Linked DNA regions of Rattus norvegicus: region 2 is linked to region 1. A link is a contact called in public Hi-C data. All regions are on one chromosome and are shown on one strand. Each heading gives the region's core, a stretch centred on a gene start, on an enhancer-like site or on the middle of the called end of the contact. The rest is flanking DNA. Distances are from core to core; before and after follow the strand shown. Region 1 holds the start of Cbll1 (Cbl proto-oncogene like 1). Region 2 overlaps Hbp1 (HMG-box transcription factor 1).

The links. A called contact is a pair of places that touch in the nucleus more often than the background predicts.
Region 2: a Hi-C map of liver shows a contact between it and region 1, with 3 times the contacts expected there. The contact joins the enhancer-like site here to the promoter of Cbll1 in region 1. A contact is called at or near these places in 4 of 12 Hi-C or Micro-C datasets (Schwann cells, kidney, liver and 1 more).

Annotation. Positions count from the first base shown.
Region 1 is chr6:53,808,073-53,814,856 of GRCr8, reverse strand. It overlaps Cbll1 (Cbl proto-oncogene like 1), which reads left to right and starts at 2,072. Exons shown (of 6, transcript NM_001399563.1): 1 at 2,072-2,106; 2 at 6,391-6,558. The coding sequence starts at 2,094. It overlaps LOC102555378 (a long non-coding RNA gene), which reads right to left and starts at 1,920. Exons shown (of 4, transcript XR_001838366.2): 1 at 1,783-1,920.
Region 2 is chr6:54,269,785-54,275,764 of GRCr8, reverse strand. It overlaps Hbp1 (HMG-box transcription factor 1), which reads left to right. Exons shown (of 11, transcript NM_013221.2): 2 at 1,084-1,267; 3 at 5,368-5,596. It also overlaps the pseudogene LOC134479361. Among named protein-coding and RNA genes, the nearest start is that of Hbp1, 10 kb to the left of the region's middle. Within about 2 kb of position 4,209, at least 2 of the 93 cell types and tissues checked have an H3K27ac peak or open chromatin away from gene starts, as enhancers often do.

The DNA.
Region 1 (6,784 bases), core at 823-3,322:
ATAGTTTTTAATCAATCTTACGTTTGATGGAGGTGATGGATAAAAAGCACTTCCTGGGTAAAAACTACCTCCTTGGCAGTCTAAGTTGTTGTATAAAGTGAGGTTTTCAGCACCAGATGTATAAACTGAAGGCATGACCTCTCTGAGGTGTGGTCGAGAGGAAGGTTTTTACTGTAGATATGAGGGAGAGGACAGCATCTGGAAGAGTCCTGAGCAGGGAAAGTGGTAGACCAAACATGGCCAGAGGTTTGGACCTAGCCATGAGAGGAAATAGGGGCAAGAGAGGAAAATGAGAATGAGAGAGGGGAGGGGAGGGGAGAGAAGCTAGGGGGAGGGAAGCCCACAAGCTGAAGTTTAGGGGAGACAGTGGGGTCCACGGGGCTGAAAAGAACCACAGGTATTTGTGATATTGTGATATTGAGAAAGCCTCCTGGAGGCTAGCACCATTCGATGGCATGCTAATAGATACCACAGTTAGCCATTTGTCCCAGTTTCTTTTTTATCAGACAGTTGTTAAATACCCCAGCGTGTCAGCACTATATTTAGAGATTTATCAGAGAAAGGTTAAGCTTCAGTACCTACCCCCTGCCATAATCCTAGCAACTGAAAAATTGTGAAAAACACCCAGTAGTACAGAAATTTACATTTTAACAAGGACAAAACCAAAAGGACATCGACTTAAAAATGTTCTTGAGTGTACCTACAACCTTGTTTGTAAAGGCGCAATGAGTGGGAGTCTTTGAAAAGACCACAATGAAGACAATCACTAAATAACATGTTAAACTATGATCACTGCAGCGTTAGTCACAGTTGTTACTGTGCAACGCACAGAACACATTGCTACACATACTTTATTCAGAATTGAGTACTGTGAAAACATTTTTTTAAAAGAGGCCAATATAATAATGTTTTATTGATCTAGGAACTCTGGCACTGAAAGCGTGAACAACCCAAGGTAACAATGTCGTCACCAAGGGACGACCATAGAGCCCAAATCCCTTGACTCCTAGGCTGATGTTTTCCACTAATTGTGCTCCTTTCTACTCATCTGAGAGCTTCAAGTGTGAAGGGCTGGAGAGGGGAGAAGACCTATTATGAGCCAAATCTAGGTGGGGGGTGCTCTGAAGGTCCTCACCAATCGCCGTTGACACTTGCTTTTGTTTTGGCTGAGCAAGATGAAAGCAGCAACCACAGACCCCAGGGACCAAGAACTGGAACTAGGTACCGCCTGTTTTGGTAACTCTCTTTTCCTCAGTCGGGGCCTGCCCTTTCTCATTTCTTCCCTCTGCCCAAGCCCTAACGCTTTCCCTCCGACTCCATCGGTTCCTATCCTCCCTCCTTCACCTTCTCTGCACACAACTGCCTTGCATCCTCGATGGACCGGGACAACCTGGAACTCCCTACAGCTTTTGCAGGGATTAGAGGCGCCTGGTGTTCTCTAGAGCGAGGGGCTAGTCAGCATTATACACGCATTTCAGTTTGAGAAACTACGGTAAGAGCCAGGGCGAACGCGCGTGTCGAGTGGGCGTTGGGGCTCATCAGGACAAAGCCTGATTAGGCAATAAGAACCTTTCCTCCCTCCCAGCACCTAACTCAGCTTCCCTCGGGCAAGAACGGAGCGCGCGTGTTTACACTTCTCTATACCCAGCGGCGGATCCGGGGGGCATTCCAAACCGTTACTCCGCCCGGTGGGGTGGGACCAGCCTAACGGCTGAGACTGCACTCTGGGTGGACTACAAATCCCAGAAGGCCTCGCGCCGCAGGGGGTGGGCGGCGGCTTACCTGCCTGCCTCGCTTCCCTCTGGTTCCTATTGCTCTCCCACTGCAATAGATATCCTTCCTACAGCTGAGGGCAGCCTCTGGGGAGAATTAGAAGTCTCGGCACCAGAGCCCTCGTGTCCCCTCTCTTCCTGCCTCAGTCCTGCCTATGTGTGACTCCCTCACCAAAGTCGGATGGTGCGGTTAGGAAGGGAAGCCAGTGAGAGCAGTCCCAGCGCACTTCCGCCTCTGCGCTCCGGAAGGTAGGGCGCACGCGCTTGCTGCGACTCCGGAGCGACTCACTTCCGCTCCCACTGTACCCTGCGAGCCGAATCATGGATCACACTGGTAAGGAGGCGGAGGCAGCGGGGGTCCTAGTTTCTTGCCCCCGTGGCTCGTGTGGGACTGGTCGCCCAGCAGGCACAAGAGGCTACGCTCGCCCCAGTGCGCCGGGACGTGGCGGAGAGGAAGCAAGCTCAGGCCCGGTCCCGGACTGGGCCTGCTGCTTCCCGGCCTACCCTCGGAGCGGTGCCTCCATCCTCGAGACCGGCAGCACCGCTTCTTTGGTGCCGCTGAGCTCGTTTCGGAACCCTTCGCAGCGCAGGCTTCTTGGAAAGGGACGGCCCCAGTTTTGTTGTGTTTTTGTTTTTGTTTTTCTCATTCCGGTTGCTTTGCACTTTGTGCTGGGGAAATAGGCGGGTGTTTTCCACTCTCGGAATTGGAGAAGCGTCCGGACTGTGGGCGAGAGTGGGTTGGAGACTTCCTGCTGCTTCTCAGCTTCGGGCGGCTGCTGTAGTGGTCATCTCCTGTGGTTATTGTCTTGTTGGCTTTTCGCGGACTGGTAGTTAGAGAATAAAGGCGGATATAGTTTTCGAACTTATAAGTGGAGCATCTTTTTTCTACCTGAACTCAAAGCATGCCCCGCCCTTCGGCCGTGGTTCTTTCGCATCTTTTGGGGATATATACAGAATTTTTAAGATCAAGATATTTTCATCTTATATTGCGAGTAGCTTCAAACCTCGTTTCTGCTGGCTTCGTTTTCTTGGTTTTAGTTTTAGCGCTTGGCTTTGAGTGCTTCAGACAGTTATATCGCCAAGCAGGAGGAAAGGCTTTTTCTTTAGGAATTGACTGAGATGCGCGCAGTCTTCAAACACCACTTAGTTATGTAATTGCATGCAGATACTTGTAGGCTTGGAGATAGAATGATGGGATAGTAAACAATAGGACTACGTCCTTGTCTTCGAGTTTGCATTCTGTCAAAGGAGGCAGACAGGTTGGTTTCTTTTTTAAAAGCTCCTTATAGATTGTGGTGAGTACTTTAAGAAACAGGTGCTTATGGAGTAAGAAATTTCAGAGAGTACCAGGAAAAGGGCCCCCCCCCCCCACTTTGGAATGGTAGGAAGATATAGAGAAGACCAAATGTCCGTAGCTTAGTTAGTCCTAAGTTGAGAAGGAAAATACAAGTTACCTTTTTCAAGACTTTGAAAATCACGATAAAGAGTTTGAGCGGCTACAAAGCAGCTGAACAAAAGGGAGTATAATATTTTAAAAAATAATTCCTATTCTTCTATATAGAATGGTGGAGAGGAAGAACGGGGGTAAATAAATAATCTATGTGGTGGTTGCATTACCGTAGAGGGAGACCCAGTTAAAGCAAAACTCAGTGGTAGAGCAACTTACCTAGCAGGTCCCCAGCAACGCTGTAGGGGAAGTAGGAGCAGGACTGAGAGAGTAGGCAATTGCCACAAATATTTTGGTGGCGATCCAGCAGCTGCTCATGGGTTTATGGAAGTATGTGAGAGAAATGAGATCCCGCTAGAACTGTGTAAAAGAATTATCCTAGTTTCTAAGTTATTAGCCAAAGGTTGCCTGGAGAGATAAGAACAGTCATTCTAACACGAAAACAATCACTACTGAGCTAGCTAGGTTAAAAAAAAAGTTTCCAGACAGCTCTCCTTTCTGTTTAATGGTAGCTTTTCTAGATTTTAAATCAGTTACAACACAGTCTCCTAGTGCTTCAGTTTCAATTGCTGCACATTTTGAGAAGAAAAAAAATCAAATTAAGTCAAAGACTAAATCAAGAAATGGCAGCTAGTTAGTTGACAGTTTTCTGACTGAGTAGACATCTCAAAATAATGATTTTAATGTCAAAGGATCAAGAGGTCTTTTAAATGGAAGTATTGGAGTAGAATTTTGCCAGAAAGTTTTCAGAATATTTTTAAATGGCAAAGACATTAGTGTTTCTCTGGATTGCAGAAGTGTTAGCAGTGAGCTGAGGGCCCTCTGGGGTGGAAAGAAGCAGCAAAAAAGGTGATGTCCCTGCAGCTCTTCAGGCCAGCTCTGTCCCCATGATCCTACATCTCAGAGGCACCCAGGCCAATAAAGATCCTGCAAACACTTGATTCATTCTTTGGTCATTGTCAGAGATAATCAGTGCTTAGGTAAAAGTAGCCCAATTTTTGTAAAAGACTGCTTCATGCTTTTTGGAGAGATGGACGCTGGGGACCGACCTGAACCCAGAACCTTCCTTCAGTACCTTAGACAGGTTCTATCAGTGAGCTGCATACCTGCCTTCAGTTCCTTGGCTCCTTTTATTCAAGATAAAATATTAAATGTGTTGTTTTTAAAACTATATAATAAAGGTATATTTGCTTTAAACTATTCTTGTTATCCCTTATCCAGATAATTATTACATGCTTTGTGTTTTGTTGTTTTGTTTCTATGTATGGGTGTCCCCACACAAACTTCAGATTTTTGTCACTTAAATCTGTGAGACAAACAGTAGCTTTAGAAACAGGCTCGTGAAAGGGCCAGGCTACTGTTTAAATAATGGAGAACTGTGTTATGTGGGCTGGTTCAAAGGCTGGGCAGGTAAAGTGTGTTGTTTTCATTCACAGAAGTAACACACTAAGAATCCTTGTGATACCTGAAGAGCATCATGTTGGCTATTTCAGTTCTTTGGAAAGTTGAGAATACATTTTGTGCAAGGGGAAAAAAGTATCTGTCATAGATCTGTATAGATCTATGTAGGTATTTCTATATGGGTGAGCAAATGCAGTGGAGACTGCTGAAATACATGAAAGACATTCCATTTTAGTGGAGTCTTGAAGATTGATCAAGTTGGCTTTATTATAATTCAAGGTTGTAGCCATTCATCTAATCATCTATGAAAGATTTTGAGAGGAGTTAGTTGCTATAAGAGTAGAAAGTAAATAGAAGATATTTAATCATTGAGACCCATTTTAAATTTTATTTTGTTCATACAAAAGGCAAATGGGTATGAATTTAATTGATTGGTATTGCTTATAGTTGTAGAAGTCATTAGTACTAGCAGACTACTTTCACATTTTGGTTTTGCCGAATTTAATGTGGACAGTTTGGCTATCAGTTCTGATTGTAATTCTTGCAGAAACACTATTCCTTAATCTGTTTCAGACATTACAATTTTAAGATTACATTTGCATTTTCTATTTTTAAGTGTTTCCCTTTCTAAGGTAAAGTTGAATACTTGTGTTATGTATTTTTATGTACTTGAAAAATAAAGTTTTGTGTGAGTCAGTCCTGTGAAATAATGTACCTCTTATTTGTGGACGAGAATCCCTTTTTTTTCCATAGATGATAAGATTTTAAAGGACTAGAAAGTGTCTTTTTAAGACCCAAGCCTAAAGTATACTTTTCCATTGCAGTGTTGACTGTTAACTAAAGGTATCTGTTGCCTATGTCTTTAGAGATGGTATAGGTCAAATAATGCACTATTACTTCTTTAAAGCCAACACATAAACCGGTAAGATGGCTTAACAGATAAAGACACTGCCACCTTCTGAGGCCCTGAAGTCAACATCCGGGGATGAGGTGGTCGGACGAGAGCCAATCTCCACGGATTGTGTTCTCACCTCCACATATCCTCTGTGGCTCCACAGCAGTCCCCCTCAGCACAATAATTAAAGCTTTATTTTCAAATGTATTTCTAATGTAGTGTTGCATTTTCAATTTGTTACGTAAATTTACCAAGTTTACTGCATGGCTACTTCAAATGTTTGATAATTAGACACATATATAAAGACAATTTCGTTTTTTTCCTTTGTTTTTAAAAATCTTTACAATCTGTAAGGTTTTTTTTTTTTTTTAAGATTTTTTTTTAAAGATTTATTTATTATGTATACAGTGTTGCACCTGCATGTACACGTGCAGGCCAGAAGAGGGCATCAGATCTCATTATAGATGGTTGTGAGCCACCATGTGGTTGCTGGGAATTGAACTCATGACCTCTGGATGAGCAGTCAGTGCTCTTAACCTCTGAGCCATCTCTCCAGCCCTTTTTAAAAGATTTTTAAAAGGTTTATCTTTTTGTAAACTACTATGGAATTTTATGGAAGTTTTTATTTTCACTTTTTAGGAAAAGATAAAGGTTCTGTAATTTGTGTCAGCTTCTGAAAGGGTTCCTGTTAAAGAAAAGCCTAACCAAAAGCGTTTCTTTACAGCTTTGCCCCAAACCTTACCAGTCTAGTATTTCTAATCAGAACCAAGATCTTCAATTTACTGTTTGATGTTGATTTTATCTTTATACTTATAGAACAATTTTCAAAAAGAAAAGTGAAAACAACTATAATTTCTTTTTTCCCATTCATATAGACAATGAGTTACAAGGCACTAATAGTTCTGGATCCTTGGGTGGTCTCGATGTCCGCAGAAGAATTCCTATAAAACTCATCTCCAAACAGGCCAACAAGGTTAAGCCTGCCCCTCGGACTCAAAGGACTGTTAGCAGGATGCCTGCAAAGGCCGCACAAGGTGATGAAGGTAACTTGTTTAAACTGAAATGTAGCTCCAAGATCTGACATCCTCACGTAGACATTCATGCAGGCAAAACACTATTGCACATAAAATAAATACAAGTAAATTTTAAAAGAGTTCTGTTGTTTATCTGAGTATATCAAATAATCCATCTGACTTTATTTACTTAAACCTACTTTAAAATTTTAGCCTTACATATTCTTTGTCTTCTATTCCTTTGTAAGCACCCTTC
Region 2 (5,980 bases), core at 2,960-5,459, 460 kb before region 1:
GAAATAATAGTTAATATAGAATGCACCTCCCTCCTTTTTTTTTTTTTTTTTTTTTTTTTTTTGGGAGACATGGCTTCTCTGTAGCCCTAGCTGTTCTGGAGTTTTGTAGACCAGGCTGGCCTCAGAGATCCACCTGCCTCTTTTCCTGAATGTTGAGACAAAAGGTGTATGCTACCTTGCCTGGCTTAGAATGACATACCTTTTTTTTTTCATGGCTAAGTCCCAAATCTGAAGAAAATTTAAAAGCATTTTAATTTATTATTATTATTATTTTTTTTTTTTGGTTCTTTTTTTTTGGTTCTTTTTTTTCGGAGCTGGGGACTGAACCCAGGGCCTTGCGCTTCCTAGGCAAGCGCTCTACCACTGAGCTAAATCCCCAACCCCAGCATTTTAATTTCTTATAAGAAGTATAATATACTATTGTAAGATTCAGAAACTCTTAAATGTTCATAGAATATAATTTTAAGTATGTTAAAATTGCTCAGTTTCACAATATGAGGAAACAAAAACAAGACTTTAAAAGTAGAAGAATTGGATTATTCCTTGGGGTTTGTTGGTTGGTTGGTTTTTTTGTTTTTGTTTTTTTCTTTTTTTCCCTTTCCTTTTTAAAGACAGGGTCTCACTATACATGGTTGGCCTGGAATTTATTAAGTTAAGCATACTGACCTTGAACTCAGAAATCTGCCTGCCTCTTCCCATTGAGTTTTGGAATTAAAGGTGTGTGTCACTACCCCCAGATCCTTGAGCCTTTTTTCCTTCAGGGAAGTTGGTTGGGCTTAATTTTCTTTTGATTTCTGAAATATGAATTGTTAGTCCTAGTACTTGTATATGAAGAGTTACTAGTTCAGAAAAATGAAAGCATGTATAATTCTGTTAACTATAAGGGGGAAAGATTCTGAATTAACAATGTTAATCCTATGAGATTTGTGTATGGTTCAGTTTGAGCACAGTTGTGCAGTTTTCCTGGAGGAGTTGACAAAATAAAGTGGCAGTGTGTGGTTAATTTGAATCATAGTGCTGACCTACTGACTGACTTTATATTCGCACTGTGCAGATCACATGACACTGTCTTTTCATTTCCAGTCGGAGCACCATAATATGGTGTGGGAAGTGAAGACGAACCAGAGGCCTCATGCAGTACAGAGACTCCTGCTGGTGATGGACGAGAGAGCTACAGGAGTGAGTGACTCATTGGAGTTGCTGCAGTGTAATGAGAATGTGCCGTCCTCTCCAGGATACAACTCCTGTGATGAGCACATGGAGCTTGGTAAGCAAAATGAAGTTATTTAAAATTCTCACTTAGACTCAGATTAATTGTCTGCCTAAAAAAAGTATGTAAAGAGCTTGTGTAATCGGGCTTTTTAACCCTCTTTCTCTTTTACTGTGTGTGTGTGTAGGTGTAGCATGTGCACACATATCCATACACTGCCCACATGTGAATGCTGTGGAGTCAGGGGTTTGTATTGGATCTTCCTCTGTCACTGTCCACCGTTTGTTCACTCAGTGACCTTAAGAGCTCACCAGCTGAGACTGGCTAGCTAGCAAGATCCCCCAGAGTGCTCTTACTTCACCACCCCACTCCCTTCAGTTGCAGACAGACAGGTCTTGTCCTGCTGTCTAGTTTTTGTGCGAGTGGTAAAGCTCCAAACTCGAGTCCTATTGCTGTTCCGCATCAAGGAGGAAGTCTGAAAAAGTCTGAGGAGGAATACTGAAAACACTGTGAGCTACCTGGGTACTCACAACAGATTTAAAATTTGTTGAAGTAAATAGTTTTATTTTGTGTATCAAGAGCAAACTATTCCATGCTCCCACCTTCTTAGTGAGCTCTCATGACTGCTATGGAAATGATGGTACCCATCAAATCGGAGGATCAGACATTGGTAGTGATTATTTCTGATGCGCTACTCCAGAGAGATGTCAGTAGTGTGTCTAGGTTTACTGAGGAATGATTTGAGTTGAATTGCTTGTACATTACTGTTCTAGAGTAGAGTTAATGAGGGCCTTTGGCTTGCCCAGTTTTTCACCACCCTTTGTAGTTGCCTTAAACGTTCGTAGAAACTGAGAGGGTGTGGCAGTTGACTACTTTGACTTTACAAATAATGGTGGTACTTTGTGGTTGGAATTTGGAGGTCCTAAAGGTGTCAGGACATACTGTATAACTTTAAATACCTTATATTTTCTGGATCCTTATATGTTTTGAGTAGTGGTTACTATTGATCAAGGAGCAATGCTTTTGGCAATGGTTGGTTGTGCATTGTTCTATCAAATGCCCAGAGGAAATCAGGCCAGGGAGTTTGCCCCACCTATCCACCCGGGCTTCATTTAAAAAGTAGTTTATTTTCTGAATCTGGAAACGTTTGTTTCATAATGAAGAAAGGATGCATTTTAAGGCAGGGTGTTGACAGTGAGGTAAGGGAAACAGTTACAGGGGCCTGGAGATTGGCCTTTTGAATGTAGTTGGTGTGCTTTATTACTCCTTTTTTCAATGAAGTGGATACTGTATAGTCGGGACTAAGAATGAGTGGATAGCCTGAGTTACTACTTTTTACTAAGATACTTTAGTTTTAGGGTCTACTCTAGAATGGCTTATGTGGATACTTAGTTGAGCAGGAAAGGTTTGGGGATGTTCGAGGTTTTTTGGTTTTTTTTTGTTTTTTTTCCTGTTGTATTCACTGTCCTGTGGAAAGAAAACATTATAGACTGGCGTCATTAAAAACATGTGGTAATGGGCTGGAGAGATGGCTCAGCGGTTAAGAGCACCCGACAGCTCTTCCAGAGGTTATGAGTTCAATTCCCAGCAACCACATGGTGGCTCACAACCATCTGTAAAGAGATCCGATGCCCTCTTCTGGTGTATCTGAAGACAGCTACAGTGTGTACTTATATATAATAAATAAATAAATCTTAAAAAAAAAAAAAACATGTGGTAAGAATGTAATTGTTGTGGGGAGGGCGGTAATGGGGGGGATGGGGAGGGGAACACTCATATAGAAGGGGGAGGGGGAGGGGTTAGGGGGATAAATAAAAAAACATGTGGTAAAGCATGGTCACTACTACATAGCATAAAGCAAAATCATTAATGTTCACAGAGAGATAGTACAGAACATTTTTATTCTAGAACACACAGCTGAAAAGATTATTTGAGATTAGATTCCACTTTTCCAGTAGAAGATCCAAAGGAGGTGATAGCACAACTTTATGAAGAATTTTTTCTTTTTTCTTTTTTTTTTTTCTGGAGCTGGGGACTGAACCCAGGGCCTTGCGCTTGCTAGGCAAGTGCTCTACCACTGAGCTAAATCCCCAACCCCAAGAATTTTCTTTCAATGGTAATATTTGTAATTTTAAAAGTTTTTCTTTTTTATTTTATCTTACGTGTTTTGCCTAAATATGTCTGTGAACATATTTGCCTAAATATGTTCTTGGTGCCTACAGAAACCACAGGAGGGTATTAGATCTGGGCCTGAAATACAGACCGATCTTACCCTTCATGCAGATGCTTGGAATTGAACCTGGTCCTCTCTGGAAGAGCTGCTGGTTCTCTTAACTGCTGAGTCATCTCCCCAGCCCTTAGAAGAGTTTTTCCTGACTTGAATATTTAAGGGACCCTGCAGATCTGTAGAGCATGTGGATGTGTGTGAGGGCTTTTTCTAGGGGATTCCTGTTACTTTTGTTGGTTTGTTTGGTTTTGTTTTTTGTATTTTCTTGTTTTGAGGCAGGGTCTCTGTTATGTAGCTCTGGTTGTCCTAACTATGCAGACAAGGCTGGCCTGGATCTCAGAGATCCACCTACCTCTGCGTCTTGAGTATTGGTATTAAAAAGCTATGCTACCATTTTGTGAGTGGCAGTGAACAAGCACGCACTACCATGAAGGCGTCGGGCATGCTTCGGGAGTACAAGGTGGTGGGGTGCTGCTTGCCAACCCCAAAATGCCACACACTGCCACTGTGCCGAATGCGAATCTTTGCGCCCAACCATGTGCTGGCCAAGTCCCGCTTCTGGTACTTTGTGTCACAGCTGAAGAAGATGAAGAAGTCATCCAGGGAAATTGTGTCTTGCGGGCAGGTGTTTGAGAAGTCACCCCTGCGTGTGAAGAACTTCAGCATCTGGCTGCGCTATGACTCCAGCAGTGGCACTCACAGCCTGTACTGAGAGTACCAGACCTGAGCATTGCCGGCTCAGCCACACAGTGCTACTGAGACATGGGTGCCCGACACCGTGCCCGTGCGCACTCCATCCAGGTCATGACGGTGGAAGAGAGTGCAGCTGTCAGCAGTTCCACGACTCCAAGATCAAATTCCCGTTGCCCCACCATGTGTTGTGGCGCCAGCACAAACCACACTTCACCACCAAGAGGCCAAACACCTTCTAGACACAGAGACCTACTGAATAAAAGCTTCAGACTGTCAAAACAAAACAAACAAAAAAAAAGCCGATACTACCGTGCCTGGTTTTTTAAAGTCCAGTGAGATTCCTCCCCCCTCCCCATAGCAGCTTTAAAGAATTTCACTATTTTGGGTAGTTTCCTAATGTTTCCTTCGAAGAGCTAGGTTCTGTGATCTACCTTTGGGGCTAGTACACTGGGGAAGAGAGCACTAAATAGAACTGGATTGGGAATACCATCTTTTGCAGTTTTGATCTAGGGTCTTACTGTGTTGTCAGGCTGGCATTGAACCACAATTTTTCTGTATCAGCTTCTTAAATACTGGCTTACAGGCCCGCATAAGCAGGCCCAGCTAAATAAAATAACTGAAAAAAGACTTAACAGAATCCAATTTCGTTGCTTCTTTGTTGTTTTGAGTCAGGGTCTTGTATGCTACAAACTTGGAGCCTGTCAGTGTGAACCTCCAAATACTGGAGTTTTAAGCATGTATCATGATACCTAACTTAACAAAAAGTAGCTGTGTATCAAGTGGTCCTACTGATACCTGATGACACGATCTCTGGACTCACTGCCAGGAGAACCTTCAGTACTGCAGTTACTTATTTAAACAGGTCAGTAAAGGCTGTACACACAACCGCATGTGTACATCAGATGCCCCGTCCTTCCTTAGTCTGTTCATGTAGGAGCATAGCACTGGGAAATAGACTATTCCCACATGAGGTATAGAAAACAAACTGAACCTTGTGTTTAGGTGCTGACCGCTTGTAATTACATGGTTCAGGCAGTGAGTCATTGCTGTATTCACTTCCATTGTGTTTATATCACAGGCTTCCTAGATCCTCATGGACAGGCATTACTTAAATTGAAAAATTTTTATGTCAACAAATTACTGATTTAAATTTAAATTAAATATGTGTATTCCTAACTGAAGTTACTGTATTATTTACTGTAATATTTTTAAAAAATAATCTTGGGCTTATTTCCAGATGACCTTCCTGAACTTCAGGCTGTTCAAAGTGACCCTACCCAATCTGCCATATACCAGCTCAGTTCAGATGTATCTCATCAAGAATATCCAAGACCATCTTGGAGCCAGAATACCTCAGACATACCGGAAAATACTCACCGTGAAGATGAGGTGGACTGGCTAACAGAGTTAGCAAATATTGCCACTAGTCCACAAAGTCCACTAATGCAGTGCTCATTTTATAACAGGTAGGAACATTGATTATGCTTGCATTTCAAATGTGTGTCATTGGGGCCAGCAAGATAGCTCATTGGATAAAGGAGCTTGCACTAAGCCTGAAGGAACAGACCTGCAAGTTGTCCTGTGATTTCATGCATGCTGCCGTGGCTATGCACACACACAGAAATGAAAAAGAAATTTCAACTTAATTTCAAAAAGTTACTGTTTTGAAATCTCTCAATTTTACAGTAATGGCAGTAGCTATTTAATGGATGATTACTTTAATATTTAAAGTCACCGGAACTAGGATGTTTATAATGATTAAAGATGATTTCACTGTTTTGAAAATCAAATAATACTATGAGAAAAATAGCATGAAATATTTGTGTTTAAAAGTCAAATAAATTAAGTGT